4 separate regions of the Mus musculus genome follow, and regions 1, 2 and 4 are each linked to region 3. The links are chromatin contacts, called in public HiChIP or PLAC-seq and promoter capture Hi-C maps. All regions are on one chromosome and are shown on one strand. The core of a region is the stretch at or near the end of the contact, and the rest is flanking DNA. Distances in the headings are between cores, read along the strand shown. Region 1 has its middle 9.1 kb from the start of Gm35446. Region 2 overlaps Col28a1 (collagen, type XXVIII, alpha 1). Region 3 holds the start of Asns (asparagine synthetase). Region 4 overlaps Col28a1 (collagen, type XXVIII, alpha 1).

Region 1 (3,132 bases), core at 198-2,697, 280 kb after region 3:
TCTTGATTTTTCTAGCATTCCCAAACCATATTTTCCAAATCTTTCCATTAAAACTGTCATGTGGTTAAATGATGCTTGGTTGACACAGCTTCCTGGATTTCCTTAGTGGTATGTACACTATACATGTCATTAAATCCCTAATATTATATAAGTTAAATAAAATTTCAATATTAGCTACAGTTTAGATTATAAGACTGATTCACTTGCTTACACTCATATCCCCTAAGGATAATTATGTTATGAAGTATTGTAGTTGATTTTCTATCTCTAGCATGTAGATTTAATCTTAATTGTCTTTTGTAGTATATGTCTTGAACAGGGATATGATGTCTTTGCTTTCTTTTTAATCCCTATAACATGTAATTATAGTCTAAATATAGCTAGCATCAAATAGTTTTGTTATTGACTGAATTCAGGCAATCAGGCAGAAAAAGGGACATCATTACTTGCTTGGTCTGGTCCCTCTGATTAAATGTCACTTTTGCCTTACCAGCTAATCAGTCAGCAAACGAAGCTTCGAGCACACCTGATTTTCCCTTTAAAGAAGGTCAGTGGCTGAAAATGAGATGTAGAGGGACACATTTGGAAGATTCTCATGTGTAAACCAAAGGAGAGATTAAAAGACCAGGCGCCTGCTAAGAGCTGCTCTGGACTCAGTGTTTCCAGAGTAGCCCCAACATATGGTCAGTTCTCCGTTAGATACTGTGTTATAAAAGGGGCGGGGGAGGAAGGAGAGAAAGAGGAGGAGGAAGAGCAAGAGGAGGAAGAAGAAGAGGAGGAGAAGGAGAGAGAGACTTTCACAAATCAGCTCACACAGTGTACAACTGGAAAATTGTGCATTTGCAGAGCCAAACACCTAGACAAGAGCTGGCAACTTGCAGCATTGAAGGCAGTCTAGAAGGGGATTCAGTTCTTTTTCTTGCAGCCAGCAGTCCTTTGGATGAAGCCCACTCACATCACAGAAAGGTAATCTGTCTGACCCAAGGTCTACTAATTTAAATATTAATCGCATCTGTTCCCACAACAACAGCCAGACTGGTTTGAGGCCAGAACATCTGGACACTGAAAGCCTACTCAGATTGACACAGAGCATTAGCCACGTCGCATAATAAAACGTCGCATAATAAAACCAAGAACTTTTGACCTTCCTGGTTCTCTCCTGCAGTGTCTGGCTTTATTGGCATTTTTAGTATTCCTCAGATACCTAATAGTGTGTGTGCTGATTTGTCTAATTTTTAGAGGAACAATCTTTCTCTGGTCTTTCACTGCCTCTTCCCCCTGAACCCTGCTTCAGGATTTGTTCATTCTCCCCATAACTATTATAGGAGACACAGAAGGAAGGGTAGTTTTCCAACTCAAGGCCCTCAGTGGGAGCAAAGATGAGCATATAAAACATTGCCATGTTCCCCATTGTTGTCCTGAGTTTCAGAAAACAATGGAGCCTGTTAAGGAAGCCAGCACACAATGGCATTTGAATACACAAGTGCTTCCCACACCTCCAAACCCTGCCCACCATAGAGTTTCAATGCACAATGGCTAGAAATCTGATGCCCTAGAGTTGACTCTAAGGGTACCTGGCCAAGTTTCTAAACCCATCATCCCCCCACCCCCCATACATAATCTGCTAAATACATTCAATTTCTGTAGAAGAGATAAAATTCATCTATCTTTCAATTTTATGTTCACCAAGCCCCAAATTTTAAAAGTAGAATTTATGGCTAGATCTGATGTGATTGGATCTGGATCTGGGGATGCGCAGACAAGGGTACTCGTCCAAATCGCTGACACTAAGACAAATCCTCCTTTCTCGGGTTAGTAAGAGGTTGGATTATATTTGTCTCAGAGAGGTGTGGACCAAGCCCAGAGTTTTAATTAAGCCGCTCCTTCCAGGAGCTCCTGGTAAACCAACAATAACAGGAAGTGAATTCTAGGAACTGGCAGGCACACAAACAGGCCTCCTGAAATTTCGTGGTTTTGACAGTGGTAGGCCTTCCTTCTCCTCCTTAACCTCATAGGAGGAAGAGAAAAAGAGCTGGAGAGAGAGGATCTTGGATGGAGACTGAGGACTCTCAGAGGTCATTAGTTCTAGACCTCAGTGTTTTCTGCTCTCCAGCCCTGAGACCTAGATTCTGTCCAGGGAACAAAGAAAGCAATCACCAGTTGTCCAAGCTGAATCCAAAGAGGATCTGTCTGTCTGTCCCGTGCCTACCCCGACCACCCCAACAACTCTCAGTTATTTTTCCTGGCTCCTGGGCACACGCACCGTTCATGGCTTTAACAAGGTACAAAGGTTGAGAAATTTCTTATTCCAGCCTCTGAGTTTTTAGATGGTACCCGACATGTCTATAATTGCTATCTCAAGTATTGGAGGAAGTAAACAGAGCTTCATTTCTCAATTATTTTCCTCATCTGCTTAAAATTTTAGAGCACTTTTGGATCCTAATGTGTTTCAGAGTGAGAATCCCTGAGAAAATTATTAAAAAGCAAAGCCCAAGGCAGTGCCACTTAATAAAGCTACGGAATATGGTTAGTGTCAGACCTATACTCCTGTGTTTTAAGATGCTTTTCACATCTTCTTTATTCTGAAATTAAATGATTTTTTTCCTATGTAGATAACTTCTGCATATTAACCAGGTTGGAGTGTGACTCTGGGGCAAATTTTGCACTTCTCTTCCTATGTTCTGTTCTCTCAGTCCTTCAGAGAAATTACATCGGCTCAGGTCTTTAAAAGACTTGCAGACACGAAAATTTTCATCCCTCCTATCTTTTGGTAGACAAATTAAAAAATACAGAGTCAGATCCATTTGCCTCCTAGAAAGTTGTGGGAATAAATAATCAGAAGGATGTTTCAAGACTCCAAATTGGAGCAGGAAGATTTAGTGGGTTGATGCAAATGTTTTTCAGCATCAGGCTGTAAGAGCTGATACATCCATCCACAGCAGAAGTGACTTGGGGGCACCAAAAGGGTAGTTATTTTGACAACAGATAAGGCCAGAAAAGCAGGTAGCCTACCGCAGATCTTCTCTTCTCCCTCTATTTTCTCAAATCCAGTCCCCCGCCTTATGCCATACTCTGCCACCCTCCCGTTTCCTGTGGACCACACAGATCTTTCCATTCTTACCACCACCACAC
Region 2 (3,316 bases), core at 27-2,526, 460 kb after region 3:
GGCCCCATCTAGAAACTCTCACGGAATCTTTGTGAATGTTTTAAGTATAGAATTTCTGTTTTGGTCTATTAGAGATGCAGTGCTTGAAAATACAGTTAGAATGGCTTTTATTTTTTCCAAGCGATTTCATTTTTTCTTTCCTATGACTTCACTGAACATTACAAACAAGCAGAAATACCCTTCCAGCAAACTGTTTCTCAAAGACAAAATGGACTGTAAGAGGACTTAGGTGTAGTTTCTATGCTGTCTATGAGAAACACGTTGGTCTCAGGTCGAATTAAGCATTTTTTTTCTGAAGGAGGGTAAATTGCATATCATGGGTAAATGCATACTTTACCCTCCAGGTGCTGATGTTTTCTGGATCAAAGGGCCTGAAACCATTATTGCTTACAATCTTGGTAACTTGGAAGCTTAATTTGTATAATGGTGATAAGAATAGATCATGCCTCAGAAGGCAATGTTGGCAGTAGCATATTAAGAACTATATATGTCACAAAAGAAATGTACAATAAATGTTATCCATGATTGTAAAAGTGTGAGAATCAATAATCTTACCCATGTCCATTAGAAAATACAGGTTTTTGGCACGTCAACAGCAATTTCTTTAAAATATTTTTAATAAAATAATATATGAGAAGAAACCACCATTTCATATACCATTATTTCCAGACAGAAGAACTATATCGTCTTTGCTATTTTGTGGGTTCTTCACCCCCAAACCTGGTTTTACCCCTATCACTAGATAGGAGAGAAAGAAGGATAGAGGGAACAGATAGGCAGACAAACAGATTATATATATATATATATATATATGTATATATATACATATATATATATAATATATATAGAGAGAGAGAGACAGAGACAGAGACAGAGAGAGAGAGAGACAGAGAGAGACAGAGACAGAGAGACAGACAGAGACAGAGACAGAGGGAGACAGAGAGACAGAAACAGAGATCTGAATCTAATTTCTTCTTGTTTCGTATTTGCTTATTGCTGATCTTTGCTTCTTTGTGAGTTCTTATTTTTCTTACCTTTTATTCCTCCCAGTTTCACCCTATCACTAAATATGAGAGAAAAAAGGATATAAAGGAGAGAAAGAGATCCCTGAATCTAACTTTTTTCCCTCTTATCTCTTCTTTGAGCACAACTACAAACAAATCTCAACTAACCCCCTTGAATGACCACCAACCACCAATCACACTTATCAAGGTTCAGGCATTTACCCTCTGAAACATTCACAGAATTCCAAACATTTCACAATTGTAGAAATTATCTGGCAAAACCATTCCTCTGCTAGAACATGAGGCAAATCTTAGTCAGCTATGTGCAGCAGTCCCATATTCCCAGACCTGGGACTAAAATAAAAACATATTATTGTAGTATCTCTGTGTTTTTTGAACAAACAAAAATTCCAGAGAAGGGGGAGAAGGGGGAAGAGAAGGAAGAGGAAGGGAAAGAGGAAGAGGAGGAGGAGGAAGAGGAAGAGAAGGAGGAGAAAGAGGAAGAGGAGAAGGAAGAAAGGAGGAGGAAGATGGAAGAGGAGGAAGAGGAGAAGAGGAATAGGAAGAGGAATAGGAAGAGGAAGAGAAAAATAATAATTGGGACCCAGCTATACCACTCCTGGGCATATTCCCAAAAGATGCTCCAACATGTAATAAGGACACATGCTCCACTATGTTCATAGCAGCCTTATCTATAATAGCCAGAAGCTGAAAAGAACCAAGATTGCCTTCAACAGAGGAATGGATACAGAAAGTGCTACATTTACACAATGGAGTAACTACTCAGCTTTTAAAAACAATGAACTCATGAAATTCTTCGGCAAGTGGATGGAACTAGAAAATATCATCCTGAGTGAGGTAACCCAATCACAAAAGAACACACATGATATGCACTCAGTGATAAATGGATATTAGCACAGAGGTTCAGAATACGAAAGATACAATTCACAGACCAAATGAAGCTCAAGAAGAAGGAAGACCAAAGTGTGGATACTTCCGTCCTTATTAGAAGGGGGATCAAAATACCCATGGGAGAAGATAGAGAATCAAAGTTTGGAGCAGAAACTGAAGGAAAGTACTTCCAGTGACTGTCCTACCTGGGGGTCCATCCCATATACAGTTACCAAACCCAGACGCTGTTGTGGATGCCAGCAAGTGCTTGCCGACAGAAGCCTGATACAGCTGTCTCCTGAGAGGCTCTGCCAGTGCCTGACAGGGTCCCCAGTGAAGGAGCTAGAGAAAGTACCCAAGGAGCTGAAGGAGTTTGTAGCCCTATAAGAGGAACAACAATATGAACTAACCAGTACTCCTAGAGATCCTGGGACTAAGCCACGAATCAAAGAAAACACATGTTGGGACTCATGGCTCCAGCCGCATATGCAGCAGAGGATGGCCTAGTCAGTCATCAATAGGAGGAGAGGCCCTTGGTCCTGTGAAGGCTCTATGCCCCAGTGTAGGGGAATTCCAGGACCAGGAAGAAGGAGTGAGTGGGTTGGTGAGCAGGGGGAGGTGGGAGGGGATGGGGGATTTTTGTAGGGGAAACTAGGAAAGGGGATAACATTTGAAATGTAAATAAAGAAAATATCTAATAAAAAAAGACCCTAATAATAATAATAATGATAAAATGAAGGAGAGAAAAGTGGAGGAGGTGAGATCAGGAACAGTAAGAAAAAAATGCAGGGAAGTAGAGAAAGAAGGCCAGAGCGAGGGTGGAAGAAAAGAAACTCTAAGTGACTTTATGTCATGTGTAATTCATCACAACTAAATTTTATAGATTTTTATTTAATTCAAAAATATGTTAGAATGGTGTGGTGGCATGTACTTTCAGTCCCAGAACTTGGCAAGCAAAAAGAGGTGAATCTCTATGAGTTGAAGCCCAGCCCAGTCTATCTTATTAAGTTCCAGGTCAGCCAAAGTTATATGAGACCCTATCTCAAAAACAACCTTCATTCATATGTATATGTATATGTATATGTATATGTATATGTATATGTATATGTATATGTATATGTATATGTATATGTATATGTATATTCACAAACAAATAAGACATAAAAATATTTAAAGACATTTTCTTGAGACAAAATTTGATGAAATCACCAAATATCTTTAGAAAGATGACTCCCTTCTTGAACATGCTATGAAAACCAAGCACGGGGCTATTTTATCATAATCACCCCTCCTTGCAGAGACTTACTAGAATTAAAATCTAAAGTTTATAGAAAATGGTTTCTTTTAAAAGTCTATAAAGTATAAGGGAAAATGATGACATAATGTTATCATTTATTTGTTTGTTTATTTATTTATTTATT
Region 3 (3,138 bases), core at 24-2,523:
AACATTAAAACTAATTTTAAACATACCTTAACATGACACACCCTAAATACGACAACCAATACAATATAATCAAAATTAATTATATTTACACTACTTTTCCTAAATTATTAAAACCGGGCTGGAGGGATACTTTAGTGGTTAGAGGCTGCAATCAAACATCAAAACATCAAGCGTTCGGTTTTCATAATCATCGAAATCGACACATTACACTCTTACCACATCTCAGTTCAGACTAGCCAGCATTTCTAGGGGTCAGTCTATGAAAGAGCACAGGCTCCCCGCTGGACAGCGCCGCTTTCGTACACTGAACTGATAGTTCTAAACTCCACTGGATCACCTTAAGACCTCAATAATCAACCCGTGGCCTTGTGCAAGTCTTACTTCAAATGAATATTATAGTACTGACATCAATCAACGAAGAGTTAGCTGTTAAAACCCGTAGGCCACAGGCAACGAAAAATCAAACTCGCCCGTGTATTTTAAAAGTTATCTTATCTGAAACTAGACCTGTGAAATAGCTATCCATAATTAAGAAAAAAAAAAAAAAAAAAAAAAAAGCACGCCAATTCCTTTGCCTTTTCCCGTACTTGGTTGCCTGTCTCCTTAAACAGATTTTTCCCGGCGTGGCTGCGAGTATGGAACTGGAGTGGAGGAAGGGCCTGAGCAGCGAGGTGAGTGAGTGCTCAGAAATCCGGATCCAGACAGACCCAGAGACACTCGCTCTAGAGCTTGGTAGAGCCTCTGTCCTGCTGGAGAGCGAGACCCCTACACTAGCCTGGGGCTCCCAATTACAGCTGGTCTTGTGCAAGCGTCCACCTAGTCCCAGGCAAAACCTTCGGATGGCTGAAATTTCCCAGATCTAGACGTCATACAGTAAAAAAAAATATTTATGGTGTCTAAATGAAGGCCACCTTCGCCTTCTGTCTGGAGCGGCCCTGCCTCCGCGCTGCACTTCGCTCACATGAAAGCTTTCCTGGCAGCTCCGTCCTAGGTGCGCAACAATCGCCCCGCGCCCGCCCCGCCCTGCCTCGCGCTGCACCGCAGCATCGGTCTGGCGCCGGACCCGAGCGCTCCGCATCCGAACTCCCGGGACATGTGCCCGCGCGGACAGCACATCCTCCGGCCTCCCAGGCGAGCAGAGCGCTCCGCGCTGAGCACCCGGCTCCCGCTTACCTGAGCACTAGCGGCCAGGGCCAGAGAAGGTGGAGCAGAGGCAGCGCAGTGACAAGACCGGTTGGAGGCCGCTTCCCACCTTAGAGTCGCCGGGCTTCTGTAACGCGTGCGGGAAGTTTCATCATGTGGCTGGGACCCAACCCGTGCGCAGGGGCGTGGCCCGCAGTGCTGACGAGCGACGCCAGGCGGGGCGGAGGCCAAGGCAAACGTGCATCCTGGGGCCGAGAGCCAGGAGGTGTTCTGCTTCTGTTCCTTAAGGTGCTGTGACACTGCAGGCAGGATAAGCCCAGAGGTCGGGCCGCCAGGTCCAGTGTCCCATCAGCAATAGATCTCCTACTCCTTAATTGTAGTCTTCAGTACTTCCTAACAGAGTGTCTGATATATAGATGTGGATACATAAGTAACATAGGAATACCTAGAAGGACACCACACACAGACACACACACACACAAATAACTACTACTACTGAGCAGCTAAGAAGAACCCCAGGTAATCTCCCTGCAGAGATTAAAAGCACTCTTGAACCAATAGTGCCTACAAATTCATTGTACAATAAAAAGAAATGTTTGTCCTAAGAAACTGTTGTGCCAAGGTTAACTTCTTCACAAAGTCTCCATCAAGTTGATAACATTAAGTTCAAATAGATCAGTGGACCTTGAACATACGGACAAATCCTCTTCCAGAGAGCTGTAGACAGCAGACCAATCCTCTTCCAGAGAGCTGTAGACAGCGGACCAATCCTCTTTCAGAGAGCTGTAGGCAGCGGTCCAAACCTGCACAGCACTGTGGAGATGGAAGCAGGAAGATCAAGAGTCAAGGTCATCCTCTTAAGTAGGGAGTTTGAGGACACAGGGACACACACACACACACACACATGCATGCACGGACACACGCACACCTATATATAAAGATTCTTTTTCAGTACCTCAAAAAAAAAAAAAAAAAAAAAGACCTTCCTCAGCTTGACTAAAAGATTGGTAGTATGCTCTTAGTATTCCCTCGGATAGGGAAAATACACCATGATTTAAAACACACACATACACAATTTTACTGCATTCTTTAATGAATTTATAGTTACTAAACATCAGCACCCAGTAGATTGAGAAACAATGAAACTGTGCTGTGAAATAAACTAAGATCAGATTTTAGGCAGCACTTAGAAAGCCTCTGATCTTGTTGTTCCACAAGGGATGTACTGCACTTGTTTGACCTTGAGAATATCAAATTTTTAAAAAGTCCTTTAAGCTCCTTTAAATACAAATTAAATCTTTTCTTCTCAATAGTTGTTGGAGGGTGAACCCATCTTCTAACTTTTTAACTTATCTTAAGCATATAATCACATAGGGATAGCTAGCCTTTGTTACCTTTAAACTCTTTGTGGCTGCAAAGGGCTTCTTTGAGTTTAATAGTATCTTGAAACAAAGGTACATTGTTTTGTTTTTGACCCATTTACATTTCTAAGGTTAGCTCTTGAAGAATAGCATAGGACGTCCCCACCCAGCCCTTTGGAACAACAGTGAGTTAATTTATCAGCTTGCCCACCTTCTTCACTCAAAATGTTGCAGTCCCAAGCTAGGTGGACTTACCTAGGTCAGAAATTCACCTAGGTCAGGAACACAGAATGGAGACCCCTTTTCCTGGAACTCAGGGATCTGCAGGCCACTAATAGTTTCTCAGAAGACCCTGATTGCCTTCTGCATTAGCAAGCTACTAGGACACAGCAGCTAAAGATAGAGCCTTTGATTCTGCCTCTTCTGACATTTGATCTGATATCTATAAGCCCTTTTCTTCGACACTGAAACACAGTTGGACATGGAACTTCTCGTCTTCCTGTGTGTCGTTCCTGCTTCTCATCCAGTTTCATCTATGCCAGTTGGCAAGCTATACAGTGAGAAGGACACTTCCCTATTCAAGGAAGTCAACTCTAGCTGTAATGCTCTGTCACTCGAGAATTTGTCTGACCTT
Region 4 (3,173 bases), core at 146-2,645, 330 kb after region 3:
ATCCTATGGTTTTCTTTGTTGCAGCCAAAAATCCCTTTAAAGACTTAGAATTCTGTTGACATAAATACACATAGAGGGGAAAAAAAAACATTTACACTTAAGAGGTATTGAGACACCTTCTCAACAGCTCGGTGCCTTTGGGAAACTCAACTGTTGTATAATTTACCATGTTCCTGGGATTTCTGGTGCCTCCTAGGGATTTATTCTTTTGTTGGCTGCCTTTGAAGGATGAGGGGAAATAGAACGTTGGATTCCATCACAGGTAGCTTTCTTAGTATGGTGGGACAGGCAGGAAACATGAGGTCTCTGTCCAAATCAAGGCTAAGACATTGAGACCTTGATCCTAATCATTTCCTTAAGATCTTGATACACTTACCTTCTGACCAGGGAGGCCAAGGCCCACTGTGCCCTTTGACCCTGGGAAACCTTGAGGTCCTTGCTCCCCCTATATGAGATAGAAGAAAGAGGTGTTCTTCTTAATTCATCAGAATAACTTAAAATATTTAGAAGTTAGAAACTCATTTGCAGCTCCCAAACTGCATTACAGCATTATCTAATTTCTAAGTATGATAATATAAATATAAATACAGGTAGAGAGAGATAGGCTTCCTTGTTTTCTATCATTCTTGTGGTACAGACAACTCTATCTTGCCAGATCTAAAGCTAGGGGCACACTTGTTCACAAATAGCTAATGTTCCAGTTTATCTTTGTATTTTCCTATATTTATAATATGCTAAAAGCCCATATTAATAGTGGAGAGAAAAAATAAGACAGCATCCCCCTCAAGGCTAAGGGACTGTTTATATAAGTGACTATAATCTGCTAGGTTCATTTCTAATAAATTATAGCCACAGACATGACTTGATTTTGGTCCTGTCCCCCCATGCTCTTGCAAAACACACACACACACACACACACACACACACACACACACACACACACACAGGCATAAACAATATCATGGTATAGAATATGAAATGGAAATAATCATGAATAAATCACAAAGTCATAGTAGCCACGCTACTAGGAGTTTGTTCCAAATCCCGACTTATTTCTGGATCAGTTAGTGATTTGTCTCTGGTAAAATACAATAAATACTAGACTCTCAGGACGATTTTATTTCTCGCTGTCAAGCTCTCAAAACTACCCTAACCCTCCACAAGAGAATCATCAGTGGACACAGCAAAAGTTCTAACACCAGTCCCAACCTCAGACTAGCTTAAAAAGAATCTGGGTGAAGGGAGAGGTCAAATGTCCATTTTTGCCATTGAGAACTTGTTCCCAAAGTGCCACCTTCATGTCCTTGAGCCAAACCTAATTCTGGAACACACTGAGCCCAGCAGGAAATAATGCCTGTGTGGCACTGCAAACTCTGGACACACCTAAGATGACTCACCCTTGGAGGCTGGGATCCGGTTCCAGCTTACCAGGGATCATTGACAATCGCTTCATTCAGTTTACAATCAAGAGCACATTTCCTTTTCACACTGGGAAATCAAGAAATACTGAGAGGCCAAGAACTCTGCCTGAAAACTAGTACCAGCCAAATAATACACGCACCATGATAAAAAGTATGCAGCAATGTAGAGACCACAGACCAACCTCATACTTACCAGAAAATACCCTCCAGTGTGAGTGGATCTCAGCCTCATCTAGAGGTAAGAAACCTCTGACTAGCTATAGATTAGGTGGCCAGCCTACTTAGAGATGTTAGAGGACTCTGGGGAGACAGCTGCCTGAGATTCTAATCTTTGTTTTAATAAAAAGGAAAAAAACACATATATTAAATGTGTTGTCTGGAACACAGAGTAAGCTTGCTTCCTCTGATGTTTTGTGGATGTGAATGAAGGCATCTTTCTTTAGTGAGATATTTGGTAAAAAGTAGTTTTGGAATATTGAGGTGATGCCTCAGACCACTGGTGTCTGTGTCGAGTGGTCCAGAAGGACCCCTGACCAGCTACAGTGGAGACAAAAAGTTTGTGGAAGTACATGCAAAGGAAGCCGATGCTTAGCTTTGTCCCTGTCCCAAAGGAGGATGGGTAGTAAAACACACTGCAATCCTAGCATGCAGTGGGGAATCATCACTGGGACATCTACACTCAGAGGCGCCTGGGAGGAGCCCCACACCTTCTCAATAATCATGCAGAGTGATTGTTCCTCAGGCAACATTTCAGATCTCTACCGCAGATATCACAAAAGATGTCCAATAAGGCTTAACTGCCTTAAAGAAATGACTCGAGGTTTCCCAACAAAGTGAAAAGCCATATCCTACGGGAAAATCTTTCAGAAATCAATGATCACATTCGGAGTTGCTGGATGTTCAGGAGTCTACGCTGGCATCTTCCCTATGGAAGCATTCTATTTATAGTTGCTAATGAAGGAAGCTGTGTCATATCATAAAGGATTTTTCCCCCTCATAACCAGTAGTTTTCCTTCAAACATTTGAGGGTTTCCTAAAACTTTCAGAGTAGATCACCTGGCTAAAAGCCTTTAATAAGTAAGCCCAGGCCTTAGTTCAGCAAAGGCGAATGAGGCCTATCAGACTTCCTTCTATGACTCTGGGAAGTGAGAAAGAATGTTACCATGTCACCATAGATCAGAAAGACAGCAAGAATGGCTGTCAATTGGGAAATACAATTAAATACACATTTCAAAGCCAACTTTTCAATCAGTGGTAGGCGTAGTTTTAAGCTTTCAGATGATTGTTTTATAGGAAAAAATACAAGGATAATGCATAAATATCTGAATCTTTTAATTTTTGTAATACTAATAAGAAAAATAATTGTTATTTTTTTTTCCTAAATGTTTTCTTGGGCACAAGAGAAACAAACCAACTTCAGAGATGCTCAAAAATCTGTAAAATGGATCTCTGGTTTCTATTCAGATTATAGAAAAATGAAAAACCATTCTTAAAACAACTACTATCTAGAAAGTGCTTCCATTTGGAAGATGCCAGTATGGGCTCCAGGACATCCAGCTACCCCTGATGTGATCATTGATTTCTGAAAGATTTTCCCGTAGGATATGGCTTTTCACTTTGTTGGGAAACCGCACGTCATTTCTTTAAGGCAGTTAAGCCATAAACCTTTATTGGACATCTTTTGTGATATCTGCTGTAGAGATCTGAAATGTTGCAATCACCCTGCACTATTATTGAGAAGGCTCCTCCCAG

What was found. Promoter capture Hi-C pulls out the DNA fragments that hold promoters and counts their contacts. HiChIP or PLAC-seq counts read pairs in DNA pulled down with a chosen protein or histone mark.
Region 1: a contact with region 3 is called in an SRF HiChIP or PLAC-seq map of embryonic stem cells, with 11 times the contacts expected there. The contact joins the enhancer-like site here to the promoter of Asns in region 3. A contact is called at or near these places in 2 of 39 promoter capture datasets (the C10 cell line and liver), 1 of 484 Hi-C or Micro-C datasets (the N1E-115 cell line), 10 of 115 datasets of contacts at active chromatin or transcription factors (embryonic limb bud, embryonic stem cells, epiblast stem cells and 3 more) and 3 of 9 other capture datasets (adipose tissue, liver and pancreatic islet).
Region 2: a contact with region 3 is called in a promoter capture Hi-C map of liver, with 5 times the contacts expected there. The contact joins the enhancer-like site here to the promoter of Asns in region 3. A contact is called at or near these places in 6 of 39 promoter capture datasets (the 3T3-L1 cell line, cranial neural crest, hippocampal neurons and 2 more) and 2 of 9 other capture datasets (liver and pancreatic islet).
Region 4: a contact with region 3 is called in a FOXA1 HiChIP or PLAC-seq map of pancreatic cancer cells. The contact joins the enhancer-like site here to the promoter of Asns in region 3. A contact is called at or near these places in 2 of 39 promoter capture datasets (the HPC-7 cell line and pre-B cells), 3 of 115 datasets of contacts at active chromatin or transcription factors (embryonic stem cells, extraembryonic endoderm stem cells and pancreatic cancer cells) and 2 of 9 other capture datasets (adipose tissue and liver).

Annotation. Positions count from the first base shown.
Region 1 is chr6:7,970,129-7,973,260 of GRCm38.p6, forward strand. No RefSeq gene overlaps it. Among named protein-coding and RNA genes, the nearest start is that of Gm35446, 9.1 kb to the right of the region's middle. Within about 2 kb of position 1,448, at least 14 of the 459 cell types and tissues checked have an H3K27ac peak or open chromatin away from gene starts, as enhancers often do. A contact at or near this core is called in embryonic stem cells and extraembryonic endoderm stem cells, where this site is marked.
Region 2 is chr6:8,149,300-8,152,615 of GRCm38.p6, forward strand. The region is part of intron 11 of Col28a1 (collagen, type XXVIII, alpha 1); the gene reads right to left. Among named protein-coding and RNA genes, the nearest start is that of Col28a1, 42 kb to the right of the region's middle. Within about 2 kb of position 1,277, at least 3 of the 459 cell types and tissues checked have an H3K27ac peak or open chromatin away from gene starts, as enhancers often do.
Region 3 is chr6:7,691,936-7,695,073 of GRCm38.p6, forward strand. It overlaps Asns (asparagine synthetase), which reads right to left and starts at 1,274. Exons shown (of 12, transcript NM_012055.4): 1 at 1,174-1,274.
Region 4 is chr6:8,022,361-8,025,533 of GRCm38.p6, forward strand. It overlaps Col28a1 (collagen, type XXVIII, alpha 1), which reads right to left. Exons shown (of 35, transcript NM_001037865.1): 28 at 377-445. Among named protein-coding and RNA genes, the nearest start is that of Gm35384, 24 kb to the left of the region's middle. Within about 2 kb of position 1,396, at least 28 of the 459 cell types and tissues checked have an H3K27ac peak or open chromatin away from gene starts, as enhancers often do. A contact at or near this core is called in pancreatic cancer cells, where this site is marked.